Regions from separate parts of the Sus scrofa genome. Here region 2 is linked to region 1. Evidence: chromatin contacts called from public HiChIP or PLAC-seq data. All regions are on one chromosome and are shown on one strand. The core of a region is the stretch at or near the end of the contact, and the rest is flanking DNA. Distances in the headings are between cores, read along the strand shown. Region 1 holds the start of FKBP5 (FK506 binding protein 5). Region 2 holds the start of ARMC12 (armadillo repeat-containing protein 12).

Region 1 (5,329 bases), core at 1,257-3,756:
GCCTGGCAGCCTCCCGGGTCTTTCTGTCTTCCTTCTGGAAGAGCCTGGTCCCAGAGCATGTGACATGGCCACACAGCCCCGATTTGCCCACACTGCTCCTTGCTGTTCCCTCAGTTACTAGGCTTTTCCAGCTTTGCATTTTTTTGCTCCTGAGATTCCTCCCCCAGCCCCACCTCACCCCTACTCTGTCCTGGAAGTTCCTTTCCTTCCTCTTGCACATCCTCTGTCTGGCAAGCACCACTTTTAATACTCAGTTCTAGCCTCATCTCTTCAAGGAGGCTTCCCTGACTCTCCCAGGAAGAGCTGATTCCCCACTAATTGGAGTCCTCCACTGACCTATGCATAGCCATTCCCTCTGCAGACATCTGTCACTGTCTCTGTTACATGAGGAGCACTGACATGCAGTGTGGATGTCACTATCTCTTAAGCTGAAGTCCTTAAGGTCTGGGACAAGATCCTCTCACCTTTGTGCTCCGTACATAGCGCAAGGATGAATACTGTCTGTTAAAGAGCATAATGGGTGCTTAATCAACGCTGTATGCAGAGTAGTTTTAATCACCTTTGTCTTGGCTAATTACTGCACAAATAAACTGTTTCATTGACTCTCCCTGGCATCTGGTAAAAAGAGAGTTCCTAGGCACGGAGACAGGGCCCTTGCCCTTGAGGAGGTTTCAGTGTTGGCTCTCCTGGTCATTTCTGCAGGCACCACCTCTGGAAGGCAGAAATGCTCATTTGTAGAAGCAGCTCTTCATAAATACCTAAATGACCGAGGTGATAGAGTATAGTGAGCAGATGTGGAACTAGAAGCTGTGGCTTTTAATCTGGCTAGATGTTAGGTTGCCATATGTAATTCTTAAGTTCCAGAGCTACGGGACTAGGTTTCTGTTTCCTCAAAAACGAGGGGTATTGAGCGCGATACTCCCTAAGGTCCAGGTGCAGCTAGTTCCGACCCTCACCTGAATCCCCAGATCGCTATCTCGCTGGAGGGCCCAGAGCCCCTGCTGAAGCCGAGTTTGCTCAGTAGGCCTACCCTTTGGCAGGGGGCAGAGACCACGAACATCTTCTAAGGCCCTCTGCTGTCTCAATCCACTGGGATCTCATATTGGAAAGGTAGAAAGCCGCGGGGAAAGCATAATCTTCGCAATGACTGCAAGTCCAGAGAAAAGTGCTATGTGCGACGGTTCTCCGGGTGGGATTTTCCCACTTCTGAGAGACAACTTTGAGTTCCTGGTGGTGTTTCCTGGGGCTAACCTGGCTTGCTTACCTGACACAAACAGCCTGGCCTGCCCCTCTCCATCCACGGGGCAGGTTGGGTGGGCAGGAAGGGGGACAGAGTTTTCAGGGAGAGACCCCGTTGTTAAGTCAACAAGCTTATTTAGGCATTAATTTCCCTGGAGGCAAGGAACGGTGTGAGGGGGTGTGGGTCAGTTTCCTTCATCCCTTGCCTCCAGCCCCCACAAAGGGCAAGGGCCAGACACGTGGGCTGGCGTGGAGAGGCGGAGGTTACACCAAGGCGGAGGTGCAAATGGACGGGGGCGGGGCCTTATTTGCATGGACAGCGCGAGGCCGCCAATCCGAACAGGCAGAGCGACAGCCCGCGCGCCTTTTGGGGGCGGACTGACGGCCCCGGGGCCCTATGGAAGGCGGGTCCTACGGCCGGCGGGGGCGGGACGGCGCCGGGCGCTGCCCGGGGGATTCGGGCCGGTTCGCAGGCGCTGCCAGTCTCTGGAGGCGGCGGCGTCCGGCGCGCGGGCGGCCTGCTGGGCGGGCTGAGGGGACAGCTGCGTGCGGGTGAGGCGGGGAGAGACAGAGCAGTAGAGCAACCCCGGCGACAGGTACCGGCGCCATGGCCGCAAGGATGGGGCGGGTGGTCGTGGAGCTCCGGGAGCCGAATTCCTCCTTTGCGGTCCCGCCGCCTTCCCGCTCCGCCTCCCCGCCTCCTCATGCGGCTCCCCAGTCCGGGAACGGCGCGTCGGGGAGAGAGGGGCCGGGGAAGCCTCGAGGCGGACGCGCCGGAGGTCCCCAGCCCGCCGCGGGGCTCCTTTGCGTCCCGCCAGGCCGCGGGGCCGGGGTTCCCTCCTGGAGGCGCGGAGCCGGGCGGCCGCGAGAGCCGCTCCCCGCCCCCGCCGCGCTCCCCCTCGCGGAGGCGAGGCCGGTGGCGCCCGCTGGTCCTCACCCGGCTTTTGTTTCCCGCCCGGGGTGACAGGTCCCGGGCTCCGGCTCGTCCGAGGCCCGGCGCCGGTGACTGCGGCCGGCCGGAGCAGGCGGCGGGACTGGCGGGAGGGCCGGGCGGCGCGTGAGCAGTAGCCGCCGCGGGCGGGAGAGAAACTTCGCCTTCCGGGCCCGGGCGGCGGGAGAAGTGGAGCTGGGGTGAGCCGAGCGTCGGGACGCCGCGGGCACGATGGAGCCTCGCTCACCTGGCGGGGCCCGCGCAGGGCGAGGATAACGGAGCGTCCGGCCGCCGCGGTCCTGGCTTTCGGTTTGCGCTCCCCGGGCGGTGGGTGTGGATGTGTGTTCGCCGCCTTCACCTGCAGACCCGGGACTGGTGACTGGAACAGCATTCCCGCTCTCGGCCGCGCTTAGAGGGTGCCAGGGCCGCTCAGTTTGAACAGGTGATTATTTTAGTGCCAGGTGAAGGCCATTGAGGAGTTTTAGGGCTCCGTATTCAATTCACTCCGGGGCGTTAGAACGCATCTACCCTTAATGACTTCTAAAAAGGGGTGCTGGTTGCAGTAGAGGAGTCAAACTAGTTCAATTTTTTAAAAACTGGGCGGGGGCCGGGAGAGCGAAGGCGAAGTTTCTCTCCCGCCGGGAGAGAACCTGCTTCACACGGACGGGCGGGGAGGAACGTCGTAGTCTCAGTTTGAAAATGGGCTTCTGCAGCGGTGGCGAAAGCATGGTAAGGTACAAGTTGTAAATGGAGAATGCAGAACTCTAGATATCCCTCTGTGTGGTTCAGGACAGCGTGTACAGCCTTTGGCCGCCATTCAGTAAATTCTGCATGAAGCAGTTTGAGCTCGTGGTTTTGGATTTACTTTACAGGAGTGGAATAAGGCTGAGCATTGAATGGGAGCTTTCTTTGCTTTTCTGAGGGCACACAGGAGTGTTTATGTTCATTGTCTTCCCATTTTGTTAGATTGCGGACCAGGGCAAAGTTAAGGCATATTTTGGTTGAGTGTTTTTAATTGTCTCTGGGAATTCTCCTTCCCCCACCGTTCCACCCCTGCCCCTCAGAAGAGGTCTCCAGAGAATTAGAGTAACTTTTCCTCTTGGGCGTTTGAGTCCAAATTCAAAGATGGATGTGAAAACTTATTCTTGTGGGACGTTTTTGTTTGTCATACTTAACATTTTCTGTTTCTGCCTCTCCCATCTGACCTCTGCTTAACACTCTGCAGTTATGGCCCTGACCAATTTAGGGCACCTATAGGGAAAAAAAAGTTTTAAAATAATATGTAGTAATTACTTAAAAATATGTTATGAAGGTTACTAATGACGTATTGGATAAACAGTTGATTTAGATTTTCTTTGCTAATATGTCTTTTTGATGTCTGTGCTAGGTATGGTTTATACTTAGATGTAAGTTTAACTTAGTGATAAAGTTATACTTCTGATTTAGTATGCTACTTTATTAGTGTTTCGTTGAATAGTAATTTTAGTTATTTAGATAATTAGTGACACCTTTTAAAGGTGAACTCTAACCAATAAGCTAATTGTGACTATTGGGGATTAAAAAAAAAAGCAAAACAAAGTGGTCTTTATAAAATGTTTTATTTCTTTAGAACAACAGGCTTATATGCTGAGAGGTCCTTGTCTTTCAAACATTTAACAAAACAAGTATGTTTCTGAATCTTTAATTTTTTAGGGATGGGAATTTGGGGTGAATTTCTTTTTTAAAACAATTTTAATCAGTTCAACGTGACTATTTTAAAATATTAGATTAGACAACTAATGAAATCTTCAATTTTCTGTTTTTTCTTGGATTGAATAGGTTGTTTAGTTTCCTCAAGGCTTCTTAGCTTAGAACGAATCGGTCTAGGAAAGGAAGACCATCCTTGTATATATAGGTGTAGAAGTAATTTCTATTGAAAGCTGAGTTGCCTTTTTGATGCTTAGTGAAGGTTGAATGGTTGAACAGTGACTTGTCCAGAGTGGATTTGATTCTATATAAATAGACTTGAAGACTTTTATGAGACCCGGGCTCTCATGGTTCTGAGCGATTTATGTAATTAATTGTTCTTTAAAGTGTATGGGAATATTAGTTTAACTACTGTGTGTAATTAGTTATAAAATCTTTGTCCTGTGATGATGCTTAAATATACCACATATCATAAAGCTACATTTCATAGTTTCATTTACACAAAAGCATATTTTGGGAACTTTAACTATAAAAGTGACTTTTAATTAAAAGATTGCTTTCAGATTCAGTTTTTACACACTTTAATTGCTGATTTTTGTCCCCTTTAACTTTGTTTACTTTAACTTGTGGTAGACCATATCATAAAATTATCAGCCACATTACAGTTTCAAATTTAAGCATAAGTTGAATTATCGCATCTACACAGTTTACATTGGGAATGTTTTTGTCATTAACCCTCAGGTGTGGCTCCCTTTGAGTTTGAGGCTGGGAAAATATTTTTTAACGAGTAAAGCCACAAAAAAACCGGAACACATTAAACCAACTAAACTTGAGGATAAATCTCACAATTCAGATATTAATACTGTTTTATTTAACAGTAATATGCTTGCTGTATCTCTCATTAATAGTCTCTGTAGGCCTTTAATGTAATTTTTCACAATTCCTAATAAAAGCCTATAGTTACATAATTTGGCACACTAAATTTGTAATTATTTTATGCTGAACAGTTACATGTTCTATACATTTTATAATTCTGAAACTATTTGAACTTTTAACCTAGCTGATTAGAAATTAGATTTTTTTCATTTTACATTCTGAATTTTTTTTTTACAGTGTTTTTTAACTACTGAAATTATGTCCCCAAAAGTGTAAGGGACATTAAATGTACATTCATCAGAGATTAGGCGGCCATTGGTAGGTACATCACATGATTATTGACTTAAAAGCAATAGCCACTGAAGTGCGATTTTTTTTTTTTTTTTTTTTTTTTTTGCGACTAAGATGTTTGTTTATTGTGTAAAAGACAGGTCTGCCAAATGAGACAGGTTAAAATAATTTATAGTAGGGCCTTGTGTATATGTAGCTAACAAGTTAGTAAGGATATTTCAGTAGTATTTGAGACACTAAAATTCAAGTACTCGAAGTAATTTATATCTCATAATTTGTCATGATGAGACTTGACCTGATTCAGCT
Region 2 (5,329 bases), core at 894-3,393, 34 kb before region 1:
TTCCTCCTGTGAAAGCCTAAGACCATCTCCTCAATCTATCAGGACTCTGATAATGGGCGTTTCAGTCTAGTTAGAGTAGCTAACCGTGCAAGCAGGCTACCACGGAGTGTGACCCCGGAGGGGCCCCGCGCCTGCGGGCACTAGAAACTAAGGGAAAATTAGCCTACTCTCTACTCCAAGGAAAAAAGCCCGCTGGAGTACGATGGGCTTGGATTTGGGCGAACTCCATAATCTGAGTCTCAGCTTCCTCCTCCGGAAAACGGGTCTATTAATACCTGCCTACCACCCGGAAGTGCGCGGTCCAAACTTAGTGAGAGAATGTGCGCTGTGACTCTCGGTGACCAGGGGACGCTGCACACGTGCGAGCCGCCCCAGCAGAAAGCCAGAAAGCGGAGAGATGAAAGTCTGGCGGGGCAGCCGGTGCCTGACGTGGATCCCACACGCTCCGAGACAGTGTCTTCCTCAGCTCGTGCTTACCCCGGGCCAGGGCCAAATTCGGGAGCCTCTCGGTAGGTAGCTCGTTACTCCGGTGAAAGGGTGGGGACCGGGAGAAACGCTGCGTAAGCCCGGGGAGTGAAGGAGGCGACGCCCCCACAAGCGGAGGACCTAGTGCTGGGCGGAGGCCGCGGCTTTCCCCGCCCCGGGCCTCCCCCCATCTTGCCCTCCCTCCCCGGACTAACCACCCCCCCCCCCCGCGCATCCGGCAGCGGGCACAGGATGTTCTTTCGCTCCGGTCCCCCCCCCCCGCCCCCGCTCTCACTTTCCCTTCGCTCCCATCCCCCACTCCCGCCGCGTCGGGCGCCGGCACCTTGTTTAACTCCTTCTCCCCCGCGCTCCGCGGCGCGGGGCGCGCCCAGGGGTCCCACCCTTCCCGCCCACACCTCCGACGCGGAGCACGCCTGAGGGCTGCCGGGGAAGAAACGGGCCTGGGCTGGGCGCTGGGCCTCAGTTCTTGGGATCCACTGGCCCATCTTGGATGAAGGGGTGAAGAGGGATCCTGGGGACTGAGGTCGTCTTTCTTCGGACCCCCGCCAGCTCACCGGTGCCGGGCGGACTGGAGGGGTTGGGTGCCGGCATCGGGTAATCTGGGTGCCCAAGGCAGGCGGCCAGGGAGCGGAGTTAGCTCCAAGTCCGGCGTGGGGCAGCACCATGGAGGACTCCAACCTCAGCCTCATCCGAGTTTGGCTTCATCCGAGGTTGGGATAAGAAGGGGCCTAGGTCTCCGGGAGAGGATGGCAAGAGGTCACGCCCCTTGCATATACGTCACTTGTTTCCAAGACAACCAGGGGCGGGGAAGAGGGCTAGGGAAGGAGGCTGCTGGAGACACTGGGACCCGGGTGGGGGTGGGAAGGCGGCGTGGGCAGCTTTTTCATTCTTTGCTTCTTCACTCGCTGGTGCTCTGAGAAACTGAAGGAAGGGCAGGTTCTGTTCGTTTCTTCACTCGACAGACTTTCCCTGAATTTAACTACGCTTGGCGCCATGTGTAGGCACTGGGTTTCGGCGGCGTTGGATCTGAACCCTGCCCTCACCGGTTATTGTGAGTTAGGGTAGGGTGGCCTTGCGTCCCGGGTTACGTCTGTGAAACCAGTGTAATTGTTAACAGTGTCCCGTTACTGGCTTGGAAGCATCCCAGTACGGAGGGAAAGGTAGTCAAAGAAGCTTGTCCCCCAATTCAAGGACGGCTCCCACATGGCAGAGAAGACGAACTACTGTCTGCTCATTATGCAATGGACACTTCGTAGTCTCTGTAATCTTTGCCCCTCATTCTGCAAGGAAAGTAGCTCTAGCATCTTTTACAGATGAAGAAACTGGCTCAGAAAGGTTAAGACACTCACCCAAGGCCAAACAGCTAAGTATTGGAGCCAGGATCCAGACCCAAATCTCTGTGGCTTCCAAAATCCAAGTGCCCTATCTCAGGCTGCCCTCTCGAAATAAATAGATGATGTTAAATAAATAAATAAATAACACGGTCCCTGCCATGAAGAAGCTTCTAATCTTTGGAGTTGAAAAGACTACAGGATATTAAGAAGCAATAAAATATAGATAAGACTGAAGGCAGCTCATAAGGCGCAGAGGGAAGTTGATGACAAAATGATCAAAGTGGGGTGGAGATTATCAGAGCCTTTAAGCTGGGTTATGAGGTGGTGATGGGGCCAGGAGCACTGGGGTGTGTGTGTGTGTGATGCGGTGCCAAGAAAGAGCACAATCAGGGGGCATCAATGAGGGGCCCAGAGCTAGGCAGGCTGGAATCTCCGATGGCAAGGTCCCTCTGCAAACCCAAAGCCACTGGTTGTACGCCCTCTCTATTCTGCCTTCCACCCTCCTTGATGGATTGTCTGTTTCTTGCTGGCGCAAAGGCTCCCGGCAGGCAGCTACACTCATTCTCCTCTGCACTCAAGGTCTTTGCAGTTGGTATTTGGCACAACCCCGGAGGTTAATTTGGATGTCTGCTTCTCTCTTCACCACCCCTCTCGGAAGATTCTGGGAACTTAAAAAAAACTGTGGCTCCTCAAAACAACAGGGCCTGCGTGAACATCGAGAAGCCAATAAGCTTAATAGGAATGGGGAGCCCAAGCCAGGAGGATGAGAAAGGGGTGCACCCGAATGGTGTGCTCACGTGAGCAACGTTCGCTGCCCTCCTCCTACACACCAGGTCCTGTGCGGGACTCTGTAGTCTGCGTACCTCATGAATGAGTCTGGGTCCCTTCATAGGGAACATATGAGTTAGCAGTGGATGTACCCAGTGTGCTTGGCTGAAGAGTCTGCAGTTGATAACATACACAATAAACAGTGTTTGAGAAAGATTATTCCAGCAGGGTGTGTAGGAGGAAGGAAGAACCTGGGTCAGAAAGGATAGTGTGGCAGCAACTGTGGAAATTTGGGCCAAAGATGGCATCTGTGAGGTTGGTGAGGAAAGTAACAATGTATCTTGCAATAAAAGCAAGAAAAGGAAGAATCTGGTAATAGGTCAGACCTAGGATAGTGAAGGAGGGAAAAGAGTTATGAATGAATCCGCCTTCATGGGGAGTTTGGGGAGGGGGAGGGTCACGGTGGGAAAGGGGGGAGGAGCTGGTATGAGGGATTTGAAGGTGAGGTTAGTCACTTCCAGGCCATGTGAGGGCAGGTGTCCTGTAGGCGACTGGCCTTGGACAGAAGGAAGTCCTAAAGGGCAGTGGGCTGCCTTGTGAGAGTGACCCTCTTACTGTGGGTGTGCAAACAGCTTCAGAACCATCACTGCCCTGGGATAGATACGGTGGCCAGATGTTACACACCAGGTAGAAGGCTGGTGTCGGCGACAGTGAATGTACCTCCTCACTAAGGGATTTGGTGAACGTTGGCTGGGTGAGCACGTGTGTGGGAAGTATGCCTGTATATGTGGGAAGACGGTTGGCACCCACCTCCTCAACTTTGGCTCCAGAGGGTGCCAGAGATGCCCGGGAGGGGGGCTGAGGCCCAAGTGAGGCACTTCAGCAGCCTGGGATCCTTCCCCCAGCCCCACCTTGGAAGGCCCTGGAGCCCAGGGCTGTGTTGACTGCCAGGGCCTTTCCTGCCTGCCCTGGCACACTCCCAGCACAGCGTGTCCCCTGGGGCACCTTGCAGACACTCCAGGAGGCTGGGGCATGGGACAGGTCCCCACCCCCTAGGAAGAGTCCTGCTCTGGACTGACATCTGAGCTCCCCGTCCTGGGACTGTCATCCATCCACACCAGACCACAGGGGACAGCAGACCCAGAGGAGGAAGGAGAAGCTTTGTGGCTGGGTGGCAGAATTCGTAGGTCTTTGTTGTGGCTTTGGGTGGGAGGGTGGGTAAGGCAGAAAAGCAGGGTCTCAGGCTTCAAAGCACCTCCCCACCTGCCTCTCCTTCCCTCTGAGGAAATCTTCAGGGGCCTAGTGGTTTTGAGGGGAGGGGACAGGAAGAGACTTTGAACTCTGGGTCAGCTGGGAGCAGAGATGGGGAAGATCTTGCTCTAAATCCCATTTCTCCCAACATCTTCCTCTGCTCCCCACTGCCCTAAAACAAATTTCTGCCTCCACCCAAGAGTTACATCCCCCACACCCAGACCTGCAGGGACCTCCCAGAGTGGTGGGGGGGATGGGACAGCATGGACCCGGCAGCTGCATGGCAGGCCACACCTGCAGGTGGGTTGGGGAGCGTGACCCTCCCACGTGGGCAGAGCCTGCTCCACTCTGGCGGGGCGCTCCGAGCCACGTTCATGGAAGGGCGAGAAGGCAGAGGGATGCGCAAAGCGGCCACGTGGAGGTCCCGAGCGACACACTGGGCGGGAGCTGGGGAGCGGGGCCCGTGTGCTCGCCCCTCCCGCTCGAGGGAGCCTCAGAGAGTCGGGTCGTCGCTGACCGCAGGCTGCAAGAGCGGTTGATCTGGTGAGCGAGCACACCCACTTACCCAGCTGCTGAGTCAGGCTGTTCTCGCTCCCCGCTCGCCCGCCCGCTCGGGACATTGTGTTCCAGCGCGCTGGCACCGGGCCCAGGCGCTCACACCAGCCTCCTCGCCCTGTTTGTGCTCGCGGCTTGCGCTCGGCGCGCAGCCTCCCCGTCGCCGCCGCAGCCTCCGAACGCGTTCTTGGGTCTGGCCAGGCGCGGCCCAGGGACGGCCGGTGCTGGGGCCTGGTGCATAACCCCGGGGACGTGCAGCCCGGCCGGGCTGGCTCCCACAGCCCTGCCGGGTCACCGGCCTTAGCGCGCCCAGACCTGTCCATCCCCCACACGAGCCCTGGTTTGGAACCCCGGCGAGTCAGGGGCCCAGAGCAGCACAGTTGCGAAGGGGTAGGGGCAGGTGTGGGAGCTCCATGCAAGAGAAGGAGCCGTCCAGGCTGCAGCCAGCGCCCCACGAGCGCTGCATCTAGCAGTCTGGAGCCGAAGACCCGGGATGCAGTCACGTGATAACGGAAGCCCACTGGAGGGGGCCGATTCCAGCCATCTCCCAAAGGAGGCTCCCTGTTTCTCCAACCCCTTCCCTGATCAATCTTTTCTTCACACAAACCTGGAGACTCCAGGGATTCCCAGGCCCCGGCCAACCAAGCCCAGCCCTTTTGGACAGCTCTTTTGGATAGCGGGAACCCCCTGGCAGGAGGCCAGGAGGAGGAAGGGCCTGGACGCTGGAGGGTGGGAGTGGGCGGCAGGGTGGAGGAAGACAACCCCCAGCCGAAGCCTGATCACCTCCCTCTGTCCAACCCATCTGCACATTTATTCAGGGCCAGGTTTTGTTTGTTGTTTGTTTGTAGGGCTGCACCCACAGCATATGGAAGTTCCCAGGCTAGGGGTAGAATCGATCAGAGCTGTAGCGTCAGGCCTATGCCAAGACCTGGCAG

Evidence for each region. HiChIP or PLAC-seq counts read pairs in DNA pulled down with a chosen protein or histone mark.
Region 2: an H3K27ac HiChIP or PLAC-seq map of skeletal muscle shows a contact between it and region 1. The contact joins the promoter of ARMC12 here to the promoter of FKBP5 in region 1. A contact is called at or near these places in 21 of 47 Hi-C or Micro-C datasets (alveolar macrophages, blood, embryonic fibroblasts and 9 more) and 2 of 2 datasets of contacts at active chromatin or transcription factors (alveolar macrophages and skeletal muscle).

The regions. Positions count from the first base shown.
Region 1 is chr7:31,547,007-31,552,335 of Sscrofa11.1, reverse strand. It overlaps FKBP5 (FK506 binding protein 5), which reads left to right and starts at 2,506. Exons shown (of 12, transcript NM_001315611.1): 1 at 2,506-2,612.
Region 2 is chr7:31,580,358-31,585,686 of Sscrofa11.1, reverse strand. It overlaps ARMC12 (armadillo repeat-containing protein 12), which reads right to left and starts at 2,143. Exons shown (of 7, transcript XM_021098632.1): 1 at 1,041-2,143. The coding sequence starts at 1,175. LOC100521322 (a long non-coding RNA gene) reads left to right here. Exons shown (of 3, transcript XR_001297829.2): 1 at 1-509.